Regions from separate parts of the Hordeum vulgare genome. Here region 2 is linked to region 1. Evidence: chromatin contacts called from public Hi-C data. All regions are on one chromosome and are shown on one strand. The core of a region is the stretch at or near the end of the contact, and the rest is flanking DNA. Distances in the headings are between cores, read along the strand shown.

Evidence for each region. Hi-C and Micro-C count contacts between places; a contact is called where the count stands out from the background.
Region 2: a contact with region 1 is called in a Hi-C map of leaf, with 5 times the contacts expected there. The contact joins the promoter of LOC123448268 here to the promoter of LOC123448265 in region 1. A contact is called at or near these places in 2 of 6 Hi-C or Micro-C datasets (both in leaf).

Annotation. Positions count from the first base shown.
Region 1 is chr4H:158,410,234-158,416,576 of MorexV3_pseudomolecules_assembly, forward strand. LOC123448265 (glucan endo-1,3-beta-glucosidase) reads right to left here and starts at 2,416. Exons shown (of 3, transcript XM_045125100.1): 1 at 1,285-2,416. The coding sequence starts at 2,340.
Region 2 is chr4H:159,267,891-159,274,807 of MorexV3_pseudomolecules_assembly, forward strand. It overlaps LOC123448268 (serine/arginine repetitive matrix protein 1-like), which reads right to left and starts at 2,139. Exons shown (of 22, transcript XM_045125112.1): 1 at 2,013-2,139; 2 at 1,069-1,220; 3 at 888-965. The coding sequence starts at 1,208.

The sequences.
Region 1 (6,343 bases), core at 1,166-3,665:
AAAACAGTTAATGCAGACAGCCCCATCTCCTCCAATGGTCTACTTTAGCTGCATCCGAAAAAGCAGCCAGCTAATGGCTGCTTCCTTCCTTTGATGCGAGAGCCTAATCCACATGCACACCACAAGTCCACAACAGTAATGCTGCTGAAGCAGAACAGATGCACGCGCAGGAGTATAGGATGCGACGGCAAGGGGATGACGCCAAATCAAGCAAAGCTCCATCTGTTATCTGAACCTACAGGCAGGCATACAGATGTATGCGCTATCCTGTCATTTAGACCATAGGCAGGCATCTCAGTAAACCATACAAGATAGCAAGTTCAAAGGTATAGCTTCTAGTTAAAACTTGAGACACAAGACCACCAGAATCTTAAACCCCCACCTCCTTTGCTTCAAGGTAGCTTCAGTTAGAAAAGGTTCAAGGTGACATCTTTTCCTTTGAAGAAATGAAATTAACACAAAGAAGCCCTTGACGTGATGATTCGGAATTTAGAACGTAGCCTAATAAAAAATACTACCAGTTGATATAATCCACCAAACCATTTATTCTGATATCCAATTCAAATATCAGGCTTTTAGCATGTACTGTACTAATATTTGTTAATGTAACTCGGAATTGGCCGGTGCAAGCTTACTGGTACATTTGCAGCAGCAGCGAATAACTATCAAACATGAGCATATGGATCTATGTCAGAGTTTTGGCGGTGGCCCCACCCCGCCCCGCCCAAGCGCGTCCAGAAATACTACCAGACGTGTCCAAGGCTGCTATCAACACACGCCTGCTGTCATACTGGATCCGTCAAGAAAGGCAGCCGTTTGGGCAAGCAGATAATGCAGGGGATAGGAGCAAAAGTCGGAAACGCAAGCAAGCAGCCGTTTCCAGAAGAAGCCGGTCCACACACATCACCTTAGAGTCTTTGACAAATGCAGTGTGAATGGAGGACCACCTTAGCATTCAAGTCGGCCAGTAGTACTAGGATTAGAAGTGCTACTACTACTCTTTGACACCGAATGTTCATTTGTTCATGTCCCTGGTTTTTTTTTTTTTTGCTCCATGTAAAATACTGAATTTGATATAATAGTTCAAAACCACATTGTCTGCAGAAATAATAATTCATAAAATCACGATTGTAAGACACGGCCAGACAAATTATGGGATGCAATCAACCAATCACTATCAACTACTCCCTCCGTAAACATAAATTTGATAAATTTGAGGACACAAAACAGACAGATAAAGGTTCATAATTATGGATCAGGGGGGAAAAGAGCAGTACTGCGTACCGAGCCGTCCCGGAGGAGTCCGAGGTCGTAGACGGGCGTGAAGTCCGGGTTGAAGAGGCCAAAGTGCCTTTCGGCGATTGGCCCAGGTTTTTGGTTCTCGTCGAAGAGGGAGAAGAGGTAGGTCTCGAATGTCCTGTTGGGCATGAGCGGCGTGCCCTTACCGCTGCTGCACACCCGAATCATGCCCTCGTTGAAGTCCCTCGCCTCCTGCACCCCGACGCCAATCTGCCCGGGCTCGGCCTGGGTGGGCCATCCGGCCTCCCCGACGGCGATGTCGACGTCTCCGTAGCCGAGCTTCTTCATGGCGGTGTAGATTGCGTCCATCTGGGCATCGAACATGCTGGTGTAGTTGAGCTTCGTTGCGGGGTCGTAGATGCCGCTGTTGGGGCGGAAGAGCGCGTAGTTGAGCGTCTCCGGCCGGTAGCTGAAGTAGGGGTAAGGGTTCACCATGAAGGGCGACCCGGTGTCGCGGTGGAACTGGAGCAAGGCCGGGAACAGCTTGGTGTTGTAACCCGCCCGGAATGTGGCGTTGGAGGGGATGCCGTCCGAGGGGGCGAGGATGCCGAGGTAGTGCGGGGTGGTGACGCGGACGCCGGTGAGGCCCTCGGCCTTGAGGGCCTGCGCAAGGCGGCGCATGGCGGGGAGGAGGGAGAGGATGAGGTTGGTGTCGGTGGAGAGGAGGATCTCGTTGCCGGCGAGGAGGAGGGTGACGTTGGTGGCGGGGACGTAGGGGGAAAGGTTCGCGCGGATCCAGGACCGCGCGGCGTCGAGGCCGGTGGCCTTGTCGGCGAGGGCGGGGAGGGCGGAGTTGGGGAGGGAGACGACGAGGGAGATGGGCGTGCCGGCAAAGGCGGAGATGAAGACCGGGTTGGCATCGAAGAGCTTGACGCGGTTGATGGTGGTCTTGGTGGCGAGGAAGGTGGCGACGGAGGTCGGGGAGGGGAGGTTGTCGGCGTTTGCGCCGTAGTTGACGCCGATGGGAAGCGAAGGGGTCGCCGACTCTGCCCCCGCCGCGCCGGCGGCGAGCAGCATCAGGAGGAGGAGGAGGAGCGGCATCGCGAGGTGGAGTGTGGTCGATTGCGGGTCTGATTTGAAGTGGCAACGGGGGTTCCGTTCAAATACTACCCCCGGAGCAGAGTAGAGAGGAGAGGAACGGACAAAGGTCGCGTGGTGGTTGCCATTACCTGGCAATTTCAGTAGTATTCTTATTCCCTTCGTTTAATGCATTTTTATTTCTCGCTTTGCTGCGGCTGCCATGTGTACAAATTAGCTTTGGGCAGCGCTTTCTTTTAATACAGTACATTTAAAATCGTTCACATGCACAAGCATATATTCTGATACATGCATGGTATCCTCATAAGCACATTTGAGAAACTGACCCAACGTAACATTTTATGGTTTTTCAAAGTCACCACAAACGCCTTACGGTCTAAAAAACGTCTCTTTCCATTGAACGAACACCGTCGAAAGTGTGAAATAAATTCACGTAAATGCGATGACTTGAACTTTCGTGGATTGAAGATATCATCGTATTCCCAACCATCCACCAACAGATTAGTTCACATCTTATTTATTTGTGTTGTGCTATTTTGTATACATTGTATTTCAGGTTGATCTCAGAAAACTCCCCCGTCCACCACCACTGCATGTGATCAGGAGGGAACCCTAGTCGGCGACTCCCCCCACCTTATCTCATTCCTCCCTTCATGCCACCATAGGGCCTAGCTAGCACGAATGCACCAACGAAGGGGGGAAGGGGTAGGGGTTCCGAAGAAGAGTTTGGCGTCTGTTCTGAGTTTTTTGATTTGAGTTGCAGAAGTGCCCTGAAATAATTATTTACTACCTGCTCGTCTGTTTTTCACAGATTCTGCCACGTTTTGCGTTTTCATCGTTTTGCAAAAAACTTTTTGGCAATCTTGAGAAACAGTATCTCTTCATGAAAATCTTTATTTCCAGTGGAAAAAATTTATTTTTATTATGGGTACTAACCACTCTAATCAGCTTATGATGAGTTTCGTATGAAGGGAGTTTTCAAGTATGCGATGGAAGATGATGAAAGAAGATCCAGGAGTGTCAAACGCTCAAGCTTGGGGATGCCCCCATTTACCCCCAAGAATTATCCAAGGACACTCAAGTGTCTAAGCTTGGGGATACTCCCGTGCATCCCCTTCTCCATCAACAATCATCAGTTCGTCCTTCTCCATGCTATACTTTTATCACTTCATATGTTATGTGCTATGCTTGGAGCGTCTCACTCTTTACTTTTTAGTTTATTTTAGTTTTTGCTTGTTGTTCATAACAAGTTGGACCCTAGCCTTCTTTGTTTGGGGGGAGAAACACGCTCCACTCCACCATAGAACACAACATAGGTTTTCTTGCTTATCTTTTTGTGTGGTCTTTATCTTTTCATAGCTGTTGTCATGCTTAGCTCTTAGTTTTCACGCTTTATCTTTTTAAGAGATTTTATTTAGATGCTTTTGGAACTCTCTTGAGTTATCATGCTTATCTTGTTTAGAGAGTTGGCTTGCTGCACTGAGTCGTGTGTCTTGCATGAGTAGGTAACTGAGGTTGCTATTTAAGTATAGTAGTAACTTGCAATAGTTTTGAGGTATTGATTTGAGTAATGTTTGGACTTTTGGTGTCAAGAGCATGAGCCTATTAGTGATAGGTCTCGTATTTTGGAAAATCCGTGTGTATTTTCAAAAACTACAAAAAATTAGTTGAGAACTCTAGCTACTAGATGGATCTCTAACCTCTGGAGGGGTTGGAATATATAGAGTACCCTCACGTTATCATGGGTCGAGGATGCGCAAGGATAACCAAACCCCCAAACACTCTTTCTTGGGATACTTGTCTCTTTGTGAATCTCCTGACTAGATAGAGAGTTACCGATAATAAGTGCATGAGTTGTTCGGACTAATGCGAGTATTCAATTGTTGGCTCTTCCACCATCCATATTTTGCTAGCCTCTTCGGTACCTTGCATTGCCCTTTCTCATCTTGAGAGTTGGTGCATACTTCGCTGGTGCATTCAAACCCTTGGCATGATACGCTCTGTCATCATAAGCTCATTATATCCTTCCTCAAAACAGCCACCATACCTACCTATCAAGGCATTTCCATAGTCTTTCCGAGATACATTGCCATGCAACATCCACCATCTCATGACTTGATCTTCATGTCATACATGCTTTTTCTTGATCGAGGAGCCACATGCTAGTTTGGCTTTGCCCTTATTATTGCTACATGATGCGCTAGTATCATTGCATATCCTGCTACACTGGCAGAGGCATACATTTTCATACATCATGATAGTTTTCATTTATCTTTATGTTGAGTACTTCTTATAAAGTGTGAAGATCTTCTTTCTTATTTCTTGTAAAATATAGAGTGTTGCCCTTAAGTGAGGAAAATATCCCAAAGAGGACAAATTAAAAGATCCCAAAAGAGAACACATGAAAAGATCCCAAAGAGGACAAATGAGAGATAAATAGAAAGAGCCAAGGAGGCCACAAAATATAAAAGGGAAAGAAATAAAAAGAGAGAAGGGGGCAACACTACTATTCCCTTTGAAAGTTCCACACTCGTACTCCATTATCATATTTGTACTCCATAGAGATTATCATTCATGCATAACTATGTGGGGACCCTTACACTATAGAACTTGGCTTTGTATATTCCAATGATGAGCCTCCTCAAATGAGCTCTAGGTCTTCATGAGCAAGCAAGTTGGATGCACCCCCACTAGTTCCATTAGAGAGGTTATCTTAGCTCATATGTGCATCTGTTGCATGGTAATCCCTACTCCTCACATCATATCTATCATTTTGCTTTCTCTTGCCTATGGTTGTCCTCATTGATGTGAGCCTTTCACACCTTCTTTGTCTACCTTCCCCATCATTATTCTCTTTGCCACCCTAAGTGCCAACATATCTTGCTTGCGCTCATCCATTGCATGAGTTCTCAAAGTCGAAAGGGAGAGGATCATTTTGACTTGTGCCTGACTAGTGGTCTGGGGATGAGTCAAAATAAGATTCAGAAGGAGACCAAGTGTGAAGTTTTAGTAGATTGAGTTCTCAATTAAACTATATAATATTTTTTATGCTCTAAACCCATCTCCTACTTCTTGCACGCAAACACCATTTGGAGACATTCGCGTCACGGATAGTGAGAGCTCTTGCACCTTTATGTTCTTACTTTGCTAGTTTCAATACTACATATAGACTCTTGCGTGTTATTGTCTTGACTTGAATTGCATATCTTAATTGCTTTACTTTGAAGTTCTTATATGTGTGTTAGCATGTCACCACAGAAATTATGCTTGTTATCATTTACCTACTCGAGGACGAGCAGGAATTAAGCTTGGGGATGTTGATACGTCCCAAACGTATCTATAATTTCTGCTTGCTCCATGCAAGTTTTGGGTGATATTGCTATGTGTTTTGTACACTTTCATACCTTTTTCAACATATTTGGAATAACCTACTAACTCAGTGCACCCAGTGCTAATATATGTGTGCTGATGTCTGTGAATTGCAGATTTATACCCATATTTACACTGCCCGAAAAATTCCACAAAAAATATATAAAAAATCAGCGTTCCAGAAGACTCCAGACGGCCGAAGGAGGTCCAGAGGGGGGCTACGAGGCCTCCAGACACCCTGGTGGCGTGGCCTGCCCCTGGCCGTGGGAGGAGGCTGCCTGGGTGGGGCCCACCCCCTCTGGTGCCCTACCTTGGCTCCTATGTTTACCCCCGTGGAGGAAATCCTAATTTCGGAACCCTTTTCTCCAGAAGCAATTCCGATCTCCGCCGCCATCACCAAAAAGTTTCAGGGGACCAGAATTCCTATGCTGGCACCCTACCGGGACGGGGAAGTGCCCCTGGATTTATCTCCGTCGACGTTGCTTCCTCCCTCCATGAAGCGGGAGTAGTTCCTCCTCGGGGCTGAGGACTTCTACAATAGCTATGTGGTTAATTCTCTCTCTCATGATGTGATCTTGATTGTGATCATAGGCTATGTTAATCTAGGGTGATCCCATGATGTTTCCCCTTCTTCTAT
Region 2 (6,917 bases), core at 889-3,388, 860 kb after region 1:
GCTATGTATAAATATGAAGAAAAAATTACTCCATAGATCTACAAGGCAGGAAGGATGGAGGGAGGGAGTTAGGGGAAGGAAGGGGGGAGGGAGAAGGGGGTGAAGGAAGGGATGAGGAGGGTGGACGAAGACCGGCGGTGGCAGAGTAGATCGGCGGCGGCAAGGTTGAAAAGGGGCGGCAGCGAGTTGACCGAGCAACAGGGGCGGGGCAGAGACGGTGGAGGGGTAGATCATTGGCGGCGGCGGCGGGGGGTAGACCGGCGGAGGCGAGGTAGATGCGCATCAGTTCTTAAGTTAACCAACTAATATATTGCAATATGTTTATTGCTCAACCAATGTAACCTTTATAGAAAATAGTTGGTGCATTACATACTCCCTCCGTTTCTGAATATAAATCTACTTAGAGATTTTAATATAGACTACATACAAAATAAAATGAGTGAATCTACACTCTAAAATACGTCTATATTCATCCATAAGAAGTCCATATTCCAATCTCTAAAAGGACTTATATTAGAAACGGATGAAGTATTTCATAATATTAAACAAAATACCATCTATTTAAAGTTAATATGACTTAAATGAGAATATCCTTTAATCATATTAATAATTCAGTTAAAAGAAAATTTCATATTTAGTGCATCATTTGCATTTCGCACCGGGGCCCCTAATTCCTGGAGACGGCCCTGGGTGCTGGGTTGAGCATAGCTGAGGGGACCTTTTTTGCATCGGTTGAGCATAGTCCAATAGAGCCCATGCACTCTACCAAACAGCGAAAAGTGGGTTCGATGGAGAATTTTTGGACTCATGCATCCTCCGTGAAGGCTACCAAACACACCCTAAATGTCCAATGAGAGAAAATCAGTTCGCGCTTCAGTGAAACTTACCCACTGTAGTAATCTTTTGGCATGTGAACATCCCAAACAGGACCAAACTTTTCGAAAGGAACTCGAAGATCTTCGGATCTGCAGGAAATTGTGAAAATCATAAGGACGAGCAAGTCAACAACCACGAACATGAAACATGGTCAAGTACAAATAGCAGGCGGAGGGGTTTGAATTTCTGTACCTGCAGTTATGAGGGATGTTACGCACCAAGAGGCTTACAGGACCTTGTTCCTTCCTTCCTCCTTGCTCACCAGAACTTCTCCTAGGAGGGCTTCGTCGCCTGCTGTCACCTTCGCCCTTGGGAGAGCGGCTCCTCGCCATTGCACGTGGCACCTGAACACATGTCATCACTAATCATAATTATGCACCCACATATCATTCACCTTGTCCATGCATGTGACTCGTGGTATTGATAACAAGCAATTCAAAATTGTCCCCGCATTTCATCATATAATTGTAAGAGGACCAGATCAACAGTATTAGCTTTCATGATGAGTCATCTGAATCACTAATAATTACTGGCACTAGTGACAACATGAATATACAAATAAATTTATCCATGGGACGATGAGGACTGACTGATTTAGGGCATACAAATATATGTGCAATGACATTAGGATAGGCCCTCAAGTGTAGTTCTATCCCTGCATTGCACAAAACTAACTTGTCAACTCAAGATGCGCAGAAGGCGTCCCTGATCAAGGAAGGATGGACTTCCACACAATGACACAAGGTTGTGAGAAATCAAGAAGCATAGCGCATCGACAATTAAAAGAGGGGGTAATTTTGTAAGGAAAAGGGAACCCACACTACCGAAACAAACTAATCCATCTAGGTTTCATTCAGACATTCGTACTAATCAGATGAACTGACGCGGCGGCTTAAAAACAAGGGAAATTTCGCAACAGAAGGGAAATCAAACGCTAGCCCGCGCCAAGATGAAATGAGGCGCGACAGTTCCGAGCCCTGTGCCTCCCGCGAAGAAGCCTAATGTGGCGTGGAAGCTGGAATTCAGCACGACACGGACCCTATCTAGTTTTAGTAGTAGGGCATTCTGCCCCCCAGAACCCAAATACTTCATCACCGCGAAGAGAGAGGGATATATAGAGGAATGGATGGGGTTACCAGGATAGTGCAACGCCACCGCCGCCGCCGGCGCGACCTGTGCGGAGCGGTGGAGAAAGCTGGGGCAGGACGTACAGCGACCGGGACCGGGGCCGGGGCCGCACGCACGCGAGGAAGGAAAATGGTGAGAGAGAAATGGTGGCAGCCGACTCGGAAAACCCTATTTGACGCGCGGACGATCGCACAGGGGGGCGATCAACTGGGCCAACCCATCTCCCTCTGAAGCCTTATTCAAAAATTAAACATGATCAACTGGGTTTTTTTTCTGTGTCTTTTTCTGTTCTTTATTTTTTTTCGTTTTCTTTCTTTCTTTTTTATTCCTTTACTTTTCAAGCTTATTCAAGAATTTCAAATACTCTTCTTTTTTTGCTGTTTTTTTGTCCTTTTCTGGTTCTTTTTTGTTTTCTTTTTGTTTTCATTTTTCATTTCTTAATTTTGCACTTGTTTTCGAAAAAATGTTCGTGTGTTCTCAAAAATGCTCACAAAAAACGTTTGTGTTTAATTTTATTAATGATTTTAAAAAATGTTCATATTTCCAAAAAATGGTATTCAAATTTTTTATGGAGTTTCAAAAATTGTTTAGATTTTCAAAAAAGTTCATGTTTCCGAAAAATGTTCCCATTCTTTTTTCTCTGTTTCCGTACTTTTTTTACTTTATTATTTCAATTTTATTTTTTCTCACCTTTTTCCTGTTTTTGTTTCTTTCTTTTTAACTTTTCCTATTGTTCTTTTATATGTTCGCGTGTTTCAAAAAATACTCGCAAATGTTAAAAAATGTTTATGTTAGAAAAGATCATTCATGTTTTCAAATTTGTTCGGAAGTTTCAAAAAATGTTTACGTTTGCAAAAAATGTGAATGTTTCCAAAATATGTTCGTAATTACCAATAAAATCACGATTTTTCTAAAAATGTTTATATTTTTTAAAATGCTCAAGTTTCTATAAAATGTTCAATAATAAAAAAATGATCATGTTTTCAAATATTGTTCATAAATACAAAAACAATATGATTTAAAAATGTGTTCATGTTATTCGAAATTGTTATGTCTGTTTTGGTTCTAAATTTCACAACTGTTCAAATATTCGGAACTTCACCAAAAAGTTCCCGTTTCAAAAATCGTTCACAAATTTTTGAAAGATTATGTTTAAAAAATAATTCTCGATTTTCAAACTTAAAAATTGTTTGCAATCTCAAAAAAAAACTCAAAATGTTTCTAGCATAAAAAATTATCACAACTTTTAAGAAAAACTTTTTTCAACAAGTGTTCATAATATCTGAAAAATGTTCATGTTTCCATTTTTTCAGGATTTTCAATTAATCTTCCTGTTCCAAAAATAGTTTGAAAATTAAAAATATGAAAACATTTTCAATTTTTTAAGGAGCTTTTTTTAAATTTTCAATTTTTGCTCTGGAATTACAAAAAAGTCACCGTTTAAAGAAAAAATCATGATTTTCGAAAATGTGGCAGTTTTTAAAATTTTCTTCATGGTATTCAAAAATAATTGCGTTTCCCAAAACTTTCAGGTTTAGGGAGTTTAAATATATGTTTAAGTTTTTTTTTTGGAATTCCAGAACATTAGTTGAATTTTGACAAATGGCCACGCTTCTTTTTGCTGAAAATTCGAAAGTGGGAACACTTTTAAAAACAATTTGGGAACATGATATTTTCTTCTAATTTTGTTAACATTATTAAAGTGGGAATTTGTTTTTGAAATTTTTGAACATTTTTAGAATTGGTGAACAAAATTTGTACAACTTTTCAAATTTATGAACAAAAATTGAACCATCATACAACAATATTGATTCATAAGCCAAAAGTCGGAGCAAAAAACCTATATTTAGAAACTTTTGTGCCTTTTTATCAAAATGAAAAGGCTGCAAAAACAAAAAACAAAAGCCCAACCAAACAGGTTCTAGGAGTGTGAGTTATTTTGATTATGGACCTCCTTTCATGCGTGGGCTTCCAGATTTAAGCCACGTTTGTTTTTGTTTTGTAAACCAGACCTAACCTTGTTCGCTCAAAATATATCAAAAAGTGTGTTCCCTCAAAAAAGAACTATAAGCATTTAACTACTTTTTTGACAATAACAAAAATGTAATATGTGTACACCGTAATGGTTGTATGGTTTGAGGGGAAAAGGAAGCGCAGCTGCGAGTGAATTTATCTCGTTTCGCTCGCCTTTGGCCCCGCTTTAGCGTTGTGAGATGTAGAAACATCTCATGCTCGTACATGTGCTTTATTAGTTTTTAGGAATAAATTCCATGTTATTCAATGGCAACATACTGACAGTGGGTGTAGCGCCCTCGAAAATAAATGCCATTTGATTATTTTCCTGTTGCGACAAGGTTTTTCGAGGCACAAAATGAGGTCCTCTTTTCGTCGCATATTTGATGCAACTGCTCTTGCGGAGTTTATTTGTGTGTCCTCGCGGGACCAATCTTTCAGATTTATTGAGTAATTGATTAGTATTGGTGCATTTGTGGTTTCAATTGTTTTGGGTTGGATTATTTCCTCGGCATTATGATGAACATCTTGCAGTTCGACATGTTTAGGGGGGTCATCCTAGCCTCGTTCATCATTCATGGCAGCCTCGCTACTCATGTCTAATTGCACGGCCCTTTTTGAAGGTTTGGGAGGATTTCGTCTTCCAAAATTTATTACCACATAGGTGTGTCCGAGCGATATCATTACAATTCTTAGGTTTAGGGGCTACTTTATAGTTTTTCACATCATTGTATCTGTAATAGTTCTGATGTTTAAATATATTTATGGGCATTTAAACATGCCATAAAACACTTTTCTCCTAAAAAAGCCCCATGCTACGGAAAATTTGGTCTTTCTCCTCAAAAATTGAAGGCAATTTTGATTATTTGTAAAAGAAATCATTTATGGTGTGTACAATAGTGGCACTTCCCTCTAAGAGGACAAGAAGCTCTTAGCACATGACACTAGTTTTCTACTTAAAGACAAAGGCAGATTAATTACAATACACTTTTGTTTTTGAAGCCTCAAAATTTGAATGTAAGCTATGGAACATGTGGTAGAGAAGTCACGCTTCTACTATGCTCTGCATGACATCTAGATATGATAGTAAAAGCATGTTATACAATGTTATATATGCCCGCGTTGGTGGAAACTAAGTAACAATCAAACCCACATTAGAGGCGATAGACAAACGAATGCGGTGAATGGAAAATTGATCTGAGGTTAAGAGAAGCCAGGAACTGAAATTACCCCCTCTTCTAGTAGAACAAAATCATACTTCAAGCACGGGGATGATAGCTAAACATGTAATTCGGGAGCCCGATGATCCTTGATACATGACACATGCAAGGAGAAATGGCTTTTAAAAATATGTCCAAGAAGGCGAGAAGCAAGGCATGCAGAAGCATACTAGTTGTTTTTTTGGCGGTCGCCAAATATCAACTAATGAAATGTAAAATAGTATGGAAAAGAATTTAAAGGTGAAACAATGAATTTTTATTCCTCAAATACAAGATTACAGTCGGCTGCCAGGAGCCATGAAATACATTCTAGTGGATGGTGCATTCGGTCGGCAATGCTATCGTTGGACATGACAAAGTGAAGCAGTCAGTAACCCTATTTTCGATTATGATCAACTTTAGGGAGGATAAACTGATGGACTATGGAAGTCATCTAATCTCTACAAGCATATGCCCATAAGTAAGATAATCAAAGCTTGAGATTGATACAATAGCTATAACAAGACTGATCAATATAAGTCCATTAGACCACTCAAGCGTAACTGTTATACTTTCAATTAGTGCATTTGCCTATGACTCAATGTATCATTATAATTGAAGAAATAGCGACATTCTACAAGTATGACCTCTCTTCTAGGGTTCCTGGAGTCATTCGTGTTTCTGGACTATTGTCGGGTTAAGTGAACAAGCCATCCATAAGAGGGCCACCCAACCACAAGGAGGTGCCAAAAATCATGGTAAGGGTGTTGAAAGTACCAAAGGCCCTGAAACCATCTATCACAATGCATGTCTAGCCTGATATGTGAACACACCCTTTTTTTAATGACCTTCGTCGTTTGGCACTGTCGAATATGATGTAAGGATGACATATAACTGAACAAAAATATTATGAACATAGTTATCTGTAGTGGATGCATGAAAGTGCATCTTATACATTATTAATTTTGGTGTCAATGACAAGGAAATTAGGGTCTTTATAATTTATGCCACTAGTTGTGTTCTACTACTCAGTTTTTCCACTAGGAGTTTTGGCTGCTCAAAAATGTCATCACTCTGTTAGCGCATGCTCAAAAATGTCACTAGACTCTATTACTTTCAGCTCAAAGCCCGTTTATCATGTTATATGACCAAAATACCCATGGACTAACATGTCAGCTCTCCCTCTATCTCACTTGGATAAAGTGTGGGTCCCACTTGAGCCCCAACAACGTTCTTATTTTCCTCTAAAATTATTTGCTTGCTTACTCCTAACATGACTTATCATTATGAGATAGAGAGAACGAATGTGTGGGTCTAGGGTTATCTTGGTCATATAACATGGTCGACGGGTTTGTACTGACAATAACTATGTTAAATGGCATTTTTGAGTAAACATCTAATGGAACTATGGAATTTTTTAGGTGTCTAATGGCATTTTCGAGGAAGCATCTCATGAAACAATTGCATTTTTGAGCAAATGTAACATTTAATGGAAAAACCGAGTAATGGGAGACAACTAGTGGCATAAATGATAAAACCCCATGAATTTTAAGATGGTTAACGTTCTATCAAGTCTATTTCAAGAAAATAGTCCTCGTTGGTGAGGGAACATCATTGTTGGCCCCTACTCTTGCATTACCGAGTGGTTGCCTCCTTCTAACTCATAGTATTATTTTTACAAACTTTTGGTGAATCGAAAAT